3 separate regions of the Mus musculus genome follow, and all the other regions are linked to region 3. Evidence: chromatin contacts called from public HiChIP or PLAC-seq data. All regions are on one chromosome and are shown on one strand. The core of a region is the stretch at or near the end of the contact, and the rest is flanking DNA. Distances in the headings are between cores, read along the strand shown.

Region 1 (2,907 bases), core at 166-2,665, 210 kb after region 3:
ACACTCTCCTAACACATATACATCTAAAAAATGCCAAAGGGCTGGGAACTCTCTCAGGTAATGCCCAGGTGTTGGGGGATGGCGGCAAGCAGCCAGACCTTGAGCTCTTGTCTGCACCAGAGCCTTTTCTGATTCAGTATCCCGTCTACTTCCAGCACCTCCTACCGGCAGTATGAAAACGACTTAAGCAAAAAAGCTGGTCAGATTGCAGTTTCAGCAGAGAGACCCCTCCATGAGACTCCAGGGATCACGGGTACAGAGGACTGTGGGCAAGCGGTGAACGGCTCTGTGGATCTCTCCAGACCCACAAGCATTCCAGAGACTACAAATGACGACATCCCAACCTTTGACACTAATGGGACCACTGACCCCTCTGCAGCTACAGAGAAAAAACCCCTCAAGCCTCCCCCAGTCGATGTCTTGAGACCTTCAGACTCTGAGACTCCAGGGTCCCCTCACCACACTTCCCTGACTTGGGGCCAGTTTGATTCCAAGACTACTTGGCCTAGTCGGCATTTTGAGGCGCTGGTTCAAGAGCTGGCCAGACTGGATCCCTCTTTGAGCCGTACTCTTGCCGCCCAGCCCGGTCCAGAGCCACCGCAGGGCCTGCTGGATGGGCTTTTTCCTGTCGAAGAGATCCGAAGTGCGATGAGGCCAGCCCTTGAGGAGATGGGAGAGAAGGCTGCTGGCGCATCGGAGGAAGGGTGAGCATTAAGGACTCCTGATTCTGAGTATCTGCAGTCTAAGGCAGAAAGATTCAGAGAACTTTGGCTTTGTCCTCAGGTCTTGTGGACACCACCTCACGCAGGACCTGCAGACTTCCCAAGAGGCATCAAGGTCTGAAAACTCTACCCCCGACCCTGACCAATCAAGTGGCCAGGAATTCCCAGAAGGAAACAGCACCCAGGCCAAGAAAGTGAGTGGGGGAAGGGGTGGGGTGGGTAGGGGGATGGAAGCTGGGTGGGGCCGCGGCTTAGTGTCTGGTTGGAGAAATCCAGACTTGGCCCAGTTTTTGAATACTTAGGCCCTCCCGGTAGGTGGAACTAGCCCGCCTCCTCCAAAAGATGCTGCAGGATCTTCACGCTGAGCAGGAGCGACTGCGGGGGACCGCCGCAGACTGGACCCAACGCAACGGAGCTCTAGAGGCTGCTGTGAGCCAGGCCTGTACACCCCGGGAGCTGGAACGGTTCCGCCGGTTCATGACTGATCTAGAGCGTGTGCTTGGTCTGCTGCTGCTGCTAGGCAGTCGCCTGGTCCGTGTAAACCTCGCCTTGGCTAGGGCGGGCTCAAACAGCGACCCTGATGAGAGGGTAAAATAGGTTGAGGTTGGGGGAAGAGCAGGGTTTGGAGGGGCCTTCCTTCTACCGCCCGGATCATCCGGGAAGCAACGGTGTTCACTGCGCCCTCTCCCGGTGGTTCCAGGCCTCTCTGCTGCAGCGACTCCAACTTCTGCAGCGACAGCAAGAAGAAGCTAAGGAGCTGAAGGAGCACGTGGCTCGGCGGGAGCAAACCCTGCGTCAGGTGTTGGAGCGGGAGCTGCCCGCAGAGCATCTGCGCTCCTATTGTGTGCTGCTGGCCTCCAAGGCCAGGATCCTGTCACAGCAGCGCAGCCTGGACGATCGAATCCGGTTCCTTAAGGACCAACTGGACACTATCTGGAGCGACCTCAGCCATCATCCCCTTTCTCCCAGACTGACCTGGGCCCCAGCAATCCGTCCTCTAAACAAACAACCTTTTCTTGCTACCCTTATCTAGTTACATGTAGCGGAGGTGGGAACATTGTCCCAGGCTCACCCACAACTGGGGCGATGCTTTATAGAGAGCTTTCCCTTGAGGGAGTAGGGAGGAGTCAGACCAGGCCTTCCTAGGACACATCTTCCCACGGTGTTCTCCTGTGACCTTATTCAAGTTTGTAATTCTTTGGGAATTTGTGGGTCGTAAAAACTGCAGTATTCAAAGCCTGGCCTGGTGGTGTAGCTGTACTCCCCGCTATATGGGAAGCTGAAGATTTCAAGTGTAAGGTCTATCCGGGCTACAAAGGGAACTCAAAGCCAGCCTGGACAACTTAGGAGACTCTCCCTCAAAATAAGACGTAAAAAGAGGGCTGCAGGGTTTCGGGTTAGGTATACAGGGTTGGGGGAGGTCTGCCTCCACAAAAGACAGAAAAAAGAAGTCTGCAGGGGTGGGAGTTGGGGATACAGGGTTGGGGGTGTGTGTGTGTGTGAAGAGATGGACCAGCAGTTAAGATCACGTGCTGTTCTGCCAGAGGACCTGGGTTTTATTTCACGCATCTATGGTATATGGCCCACACCCGTCTGTAACTCCAGTTCCAGGGAATCTGACACTCTCTGGTTTGCACACAGGTAATGCACAGACATACATGCAGGCACAACACCCCTAAATAAACAAATAAATATAAAAGTAACTTAAAGAGAGGGCTACAGATAGAGCTGTAGAGTGCTTGCTTGCCATGTGTGAGAGTCTGGGTTCAAGCCCTCATAGAGCGACCACAAAAACAAAGCACAAGCCGGGCGTAGTGGTGCACGCCTTTAATCCCAGCACTTGGGAGGCAGAGGCAGGCAGATCTCTGAGTTCAAGGCCAGCCTGGTCTACAGAGTGAGTTCCAGGACAGCCAGGGCTACACAGAAAAACCCTGTCTCATAAAACAAAACAAAAACAAACAAACAAACAAAAACAACAACAACAAAAACAAAAAAACCAAAGAACAAAACCAAAAAAAAAAAAAAAAAAAAAAGCATGAGGAAGGATTATAAACCCTGCACACTCCCGTGTGATGGCGAGTCCCTCTGTCAGAGTTGGTGGGAGGCAGGAGGGTCAAGAGAGAAGAAGCTTAAGGTATAAACAAGCATTGCATTTTATATTCTAATAAACTCTCTAAGAGGAGCA
Region 2 (2,736 bases), core at 215-2,714, 170 kb after region 3:
GGTCATTTACATGAACAGGCACCTGTACCACAACCACCAGTGCCCCAGCTCTCTGGCTTTTTTTTTTTTTTTTCCTTTTTTGATATGGCCTCCTTGAGTGGACAGACAGACCTCAAACAAGAGATCCACCCACCTCTGTCAGTCCATGTCCTCCTTTCTGACTTTCAACCAATTCTGCCTGTCCTTCTACTGTCCCTAGCTTCAACTGTTTGTTTGGTTTTGGAGAAAGGGTTTCTTTCTCTGTGTAAGCCTGGCTGTCCATGAACTCAGGGATCTGCCTGCCTCTGCCTCCTAAGCACTGGGATTAAAGGCATGCGTGCGTGCTGTGGCTCAGGGCATACCGAGGTGACTAAGGGAGTAAGAGAATGGCAAATCCCTCAGGACTTAAGTCACAGATGATTGTAAGCCACCATATGGGTGCTAGGAATGGAATCTGGATCTTCTGAAAGAGCAGGAAAGATGTTGAACCATCCCCAGCCCTAAGTTTCTGTTGCTGTATTAAGACAAGCTCACAGTATAAGGCCCTTGCTGGTCTAGAACTCCCTCAAAACTACATAGATCCACCTGCTTCTGTCTCAGGATTGCTGGGGATTAAATGTAGACACCATTATGACCAGAAACTACTTTTAATAAGAGGTTCAAAATGGTTATAGTACACAACCATTTTATAAGCAACCAAAACAAAGATATCAGCCCAGGAAGATGTGGCCTTCGCTTTCCTAGTTAACACCAAATTAAAAAAAAAAAAATCACGGAATTTACCTAACATAATCTTCACCATTTTAAAAAGTACTGTTGTGCTGGCGCATGCCTACAATTCCAGCCAACAGTCCCGAGGAGAGGGCAGTAAAATCTCAAGTTTAAGGCCAGCCTGGCTTCTACAGCAAGATCGGGCCTCAACCTCTCCATCAAATTTAAGTGCACCTTCACGGATATTCACAATGCCATGAAACCGACAGCAAAATCGGCCGCACATCTAACACAAGACACTGATTGCATCAGCCTTTCATCACAGATAGTGGCCAGCGATGACCTCAGAGGGAGCCGTTGGAGTCACCCAAGTGACCTTAGGCCAGTCATTTCGATATGATAAGAACTCCTCCACGTCTGCCCCGCGAGGGCGTCGGAAGGAGAGGTGCGCGGCTGTACCCCGCCCGCCCCGCACTCACGCGGCGCCACGCGCAGGATGCGCTCGCGAGTGCGGCGCAGCACGTTGGGGATGCCTTTGCTGAAATAGCTTGGGAAGGCGCGCTGCTCAAAGGGCGACAAGCTGTAGGAGATCACGTGCCGTATCCGCGCCAGGTTCCCAAACTCGCGGCCCATGGTGACGGCGGCCCTGGGACAGAAGATAGACGCGTGGCTCAGTCTCGCGAAAAACCTCCCACGGCCTAACACCGACCCCCAGGATCGGTCACCTCTACCTCCAGAGCTCTGAGCCGGCTTTCGCCCGTCACTTCCGGGAGGAGCGGAAGCCGAGCCTAGAGAACGTGAAGTCATTTCCGGGAACTACCATTTTCTTTCGATCTCAAGGGGGAGACTCAAAAAAAAAATTGTCAGTTGACCTGAGTGGGCGTGGCCTGACCTTCGTGTAGCCGGAAAGGACCAGTACCAAGAGGGCTGGGCGGAGCTTAGAGGCGCTTCTAGCGACACGTGGGTGGGGCTTATAGAGGTGCTTGTGGGCTTACGGTAAGTAGTGAACGCACGGGAGAGGTTGATGTTGCCAAGGGGCGGGGCTTGAAGAGGAATGGTGGCTTGGTGGGAGGGGTGCCAAGCAAGTGGGCGGGGCTTATTAGCCACCCTGGGGATCTTAGGTGGATACGTCCGTAAGGTCCCCCGTCGAGAGGTGCACGGGGCGGGGCCTATAGGTGCATGGGGCGCGGATTAGGGTGATGGGCGTGGCTTAGGAGCACCTGGGTGTTCCAAGAGGCGGTCCTTTCCGCTCAGTACCAGGCCTTTGCATAACAGCCGGCAGCTGCTCAAAAATTAAAAAGAAAAAACAAAAAGACTTGTTCTCCTCGTTCTTCTGCTGTCCCTTACTCTCCACCAGGTATATGTGGTCCTCATAACCAAAAGGGCCTTCACTGACCACAGTACAAAATTAAGGACACGGATCTAGAGCTTTGGTACACACTGCCTAGCAAGCCACTGGCAGGCTGTAGACTTGTCCAAGATGTGACATAAACGTTTCTCCCAGTTCAGCCACGAACGAGTGTGGCAGTTGTCAGACGCACATAGTGGTGATGGGAGCCAAGGAGAAAGTGGTGGGTTTGGGCTGAGTGTGTCATCAAACCCAGACCCCACTCTCTAAGGAACTGTTATGTTTTCTCTAAAGTGCATTCATTCTCCTAGCTAATATTATCCTGTGGGACTCACCGCCCTTTCTCCTCCTCTCAGTGGCTGTAAATGGGTTAACTGGCTGTAAATAATCTGGCAATCAAACTGGGGCAGTTTGGCGGTGAGCTTCAGTTTTGCAAGAGTACTTCAGCCTTATCTATCTGGTGCTGGGCAAACTGATTTTTTTTTTATCCTGTGTCATTAGTGTGTTTTGACTTTCTCCCAAGAGATAGTCTCCTTCCAAGGGGTGCTAGATAGCCTTTCATGGTGCACCTGCACATTCTCCCCCCCACCTCCACCCTGCCCCCATTTTCCTTAAACATTATCTAGCTTGATCTCACCTCCAAGGCCGGGACACAAATACTTTAATCAAGGACTAAAACACTGTCCTGATTTCTGCCA
Region 3 (2,972 bases), core at 422-2,921:
CAGTCCCCACAGCCCCACGCAGGGGCACTGCTGACCATGCCACCCGATGCCGTAGAACAGCTATGGCCAGGCCCACCCCAACCTCTCCAAAAAGCATAGCCCAAGGCATGACCTGAGGCTGGGTGTGGCAATACATACCTTTAATCCCACCCTGGGGAGGCAGCAGCAAGCAGATCTGAATCTGAGGCCAGCATGGTCCATAAAGGTGAGTTTCAACCAACCAGCGTCTGACTTCTCCCTACATAGGACCCATGCCATGGCAGTAAAGGGCTCACTACTTCAACCCTATTGCCTCACCACAGGGCATGTCCCCAACTAGCCAGGCATCAGTTCCTAGCAGATTCTGGCCCTACTCAGTCCTGGCACTTATGTTAATACTCTGTGCCATCTACCTTCTACCATCAAATCTAAAGGCCAGCCTCGCAGAAGATTACTATACCAAGAACACTGGATTGCTATTCTCAGGGGCAGAGGGCTCCAAAATAAGCACACAGGCAAGCAGCTAAGGCAGGATGATGGACTGCATTCAGGCCAGCTTATTCTGTTGACAGTCTCCCCCAGCCTGCCCCTACCCACCCACCCACATATATAACTACTCAAGTAAGTCCCCTACACACACACACACACACACACACACACACACACACAAACAGCCCACTTAAGAAAATTAAGAAAACCATTCAAGTTAAGACAGGTTTCTTTTATTAGTTTTTCCTAAACTTTGTCTCATGTTAACTGTTTTTCTTAGTGTAAGAATGTGACCTAGAGTTTTTAACAAACCAGTTTGGATAATGCAACCCGGATAAACACTTGTTTGCACACAAGTCATCAGTTGCCATCTGGCCAGCCTCCACATACATCCAATCGGTCTACAGACATAGCAGAAGCAGACCATCTGATTTCTAGCTTTTAATCTTAAACTTCAAATTCACCCCCATCCCAGCACCCAAACCCTCCCACCCCCACCCCCACACACAAATGTTTATGAGTTCTTCATTAAGGACAGTCAGTTGCATAAGAGCTGGCTTAATCCTGCAGCCTGCATTTGAAAAAGCTCTTGGCCTCAGAGCAAGGCCAGTGGGAACTCTTACAGCACTCAAGGAAGCAGAGCATACATTTGGCCTGGGGTTCCAGGCCTGTACTGAGCGGGAGTCCAGCTGCTCACATAAGCATGCATTCCTTCCTTTCCAACTGCCTCTAGAGCACTTGAGAGCTATAGCACTTCCTGTGTGGACAGACAGATGCATAGTGATTCTAACTATGCATGGTTGAACCCTATTTCCAACAAGCAAAAATAAACAGAGGCTCTGTTACAGAGATCAGCGATTACAAAGACCCAGAACATAACCGACACTTGTAACTAAGGCAGGTAACCAGCTCTGACCTCTACTGCAGGCATCCACCCTTGTTTGCAGAACATCTCTTTCCTGTAGACTGGCCCCAGGAGTATGTGGTGCCCTGACACTGGCTTCAGTCGGCAATGAGGTGTTCTTGTGACCTTGGGCACCTTGTCTTTTATACCAATTTCAGACTTGTCCAGGGCAACGCAGTGCAATAGCTTTACAATCTGTCAGCTGTTTTAACATACAGATTGGCAGATTCAAGACACATTAACACAAAAGATACCAAACAAAGAGCCTCGAACTCTCATCCTGTCCCATTCAAACTTCTAATTTACATACATCTACCACCACTCGAGCGGGTCAGGGTACAAATCTTTCCACCATACTAAGGATGGACTGCTCAGATTTACCATGCCTACACCCAACTGTGTTATTTACAACCCAACCTTAAGGTTAAACTACACTTTGATGCTTCAGTATTAGTGAATGTACTTTTAGGAAGTACAGGAAAGCAGAGTCCCTTGACACACTAAAGCTCGCTCTAAGTGAAGAGGGCACATAGCATTTATACTGCTTAAGGATGGAGGAGGAAGACTGGGCTGGGGATAGAGGGATGAGAGCAGGCTCTGCTGCGCTCTGCACTCTCCTAGTGTTAATCCATGCTTGGCCATCCTGACCCTCAGAAATGGAGAAAGCACCAGCCCCACAACCCCACAGGCAGAGAATGCTGGTGGTGATCTCCACCTAGACCTTCCAAGGCGTAATACGAACTTCTGTCATGTATAAGGAAAAGCCTGCCTGGTGGCTGTCGCGGCTTTTGTTAGAGCTCAGTTTCCCCAAACACACTTCACCTTGTAGAAGCATGATTAAAACAAGGATGGAGGCGAGAGCTCAGATAGACTAGCTGGGCTCTTAAACAGGACCGTAATGAAGAGAGAACAGTGCACTTCATCTCTGGATCTAACTATTTAGAAGTCAAAATGCTCTGTATATTACCTATATACCCCACCCCCGAGGTCCCCTAAAAACTGACTAAGAAATCTCCAGTATTTGCTTGCTCTAGTTGATATTCAGAACAAAGTTGACAACTTAAAGCTTTATAATAGTCTGTTTTAATATAAACAAGTGTTGGAATCAATCAATGTCCATCTCAGGAAGCTTCTTGTCGCCATCAGAAGGCACAGCTGTGTCTGCACCGTGCTCAGCAGCCTGGGAGCCTGGGTTGTCTCCTTGGCCATCCACTGGTCCATTCTGCTCAGCATGTTTTGGTTCCTCCTTTGGGGGTTCCACTTTGGGTTTGGGTTTTGAAATTATAGGACTGCAAATACTTGTCAGCTCCTAGAATGGTAAAGAAAACTATAGTTTCTTATAAATGAAACAAATTTTATATGACATGCTAAGTAAACCCCAATACCTAAGCCATAATGAAATCCCAACTGTTAATAACAAAGAGCTGCTAAGAAATGTCCAGGGCCCGGCATGGTGGCACACGCCTTTAATTCAGGCAGAGGCAGAGAGACAGAGGCAGATGGATTTCTGAGTTCAAGGCCAGCCTGGTCTACAGAGTGAGTTCTAGGAGAGCCAGGGCTATACAGAGAAACCCTGTCTCAAAAAAAAAAAAAAGAAAGA

Evidence for each region. HiChIP or PLAC-seq counts read pairs in DNA pulled down with a chosen protein or histone mark.
Region 1: a contact with region 3 is called in an H3K4me3 HiChIP or PLAC-seq map of embryonic stem cells, with 2.2 times the contacts expected there. The contact joins two enhancer-like sites. A contact is called at or near these places in 8 of 39 promoter capture datasets (the C10 cell line, cranial neural crest, embryonic stem cells and 4 more), 2 of 484 Hi-C or Micro-C datasets (embryonic stem cells and uterus), 4 of 115 datasets of contacts at active chromatin or transcription factors (embryonic stem cells and stem cell-derived neural progenitor cells) and 4 of 9 other capture datasets (adipose tissue, embryonic stem cells, liver and 1 more).
Region 2: a contact with region 3 is called in an H3K27ac HiChIP or PLAC-seq map of embryonic stem cells, with 5 times the contacts expected there. The contact joins the promoter of Uqcrq here to the enhancer-like site in region 3. A contact is called at or near these places in 1 of 39 promoter capture datasets (embryonic stem cells), 1 of 15 datasets of contacts at CTCF or cohesin (the G1E-ER4 cell line), 3 of 484 Hi-C or Micro-C datasets (the G1E-ER4 cell line and the HL-1 cell line), 12 of 115 datasets of contacts at active chromatin or transcription factors (CD8 T cells, embryonic stem cells, epiblast stem cells and 2 more) and 4 of 9 other capture datasets (adipose tissue, embryonic stem cells, liver and 1 more).

What each region holds. Positions count from the first base shown.
Region 1 is chr11:53,465,341-53,468,247 of GRCm38.p6, forward strand. It overlaps Shroom1 (shroom family member 1), which reads left to right. Exons shown (of 8, transcript NM_027917.3): 5 at 156-704; 6 at 784-916; 7 at 1,038-1,310; 8 at 1,423-2,426. The coding sequence ends at 1,755. Among named protein-coding and RNA genes, the nearest start is that of Shroom1, 9.6 kb to the left of the region's middle. Within about 2 kb of position 1,416, at least 46 of the 459 cell types and tissues checked have an H3K27ac peak or open chromatin away from gene starts, as enhancers often do. A contact at or near this core is called in embryonic stem cells, where this site is marked.
Region 2 is chr11:53,429,367-53,432,102 of GRCm38.p6, forward strand. Uqcrq (ubiquinol-cytochrome c reductase, complex III subunit VII) reads right to left here and starts at 1,465. Exons shown (of 2, transcript NM_025352.3): 1 at 1,170-1,465. The coding sequence starts at 1,323. It also overlaps a transcript of Gdf9 not described here.
Region 3 is chr11:53,259,135-53,262,106 of GRCm38.p6, forward strand. It overlaps Hspa4 (heat shock protein 4), which reads right to left. Exons shown (of 19, transcript NM_008300.3): 19 at 680-2,681. The coding sequence ends at 2,478. Among named protein-coding and RNA genes, the nearest start is that of Hspa4, 40 kb to the right of the region's middle. Within about 2 kb of position 1,672, at least 19 of the 459 cell types and tissues checked have an H3K27ac peak or open chromatin away from gene starts, as enhancers often do. A contact at or near this core is called in embryonic stem cells, where this site is marked.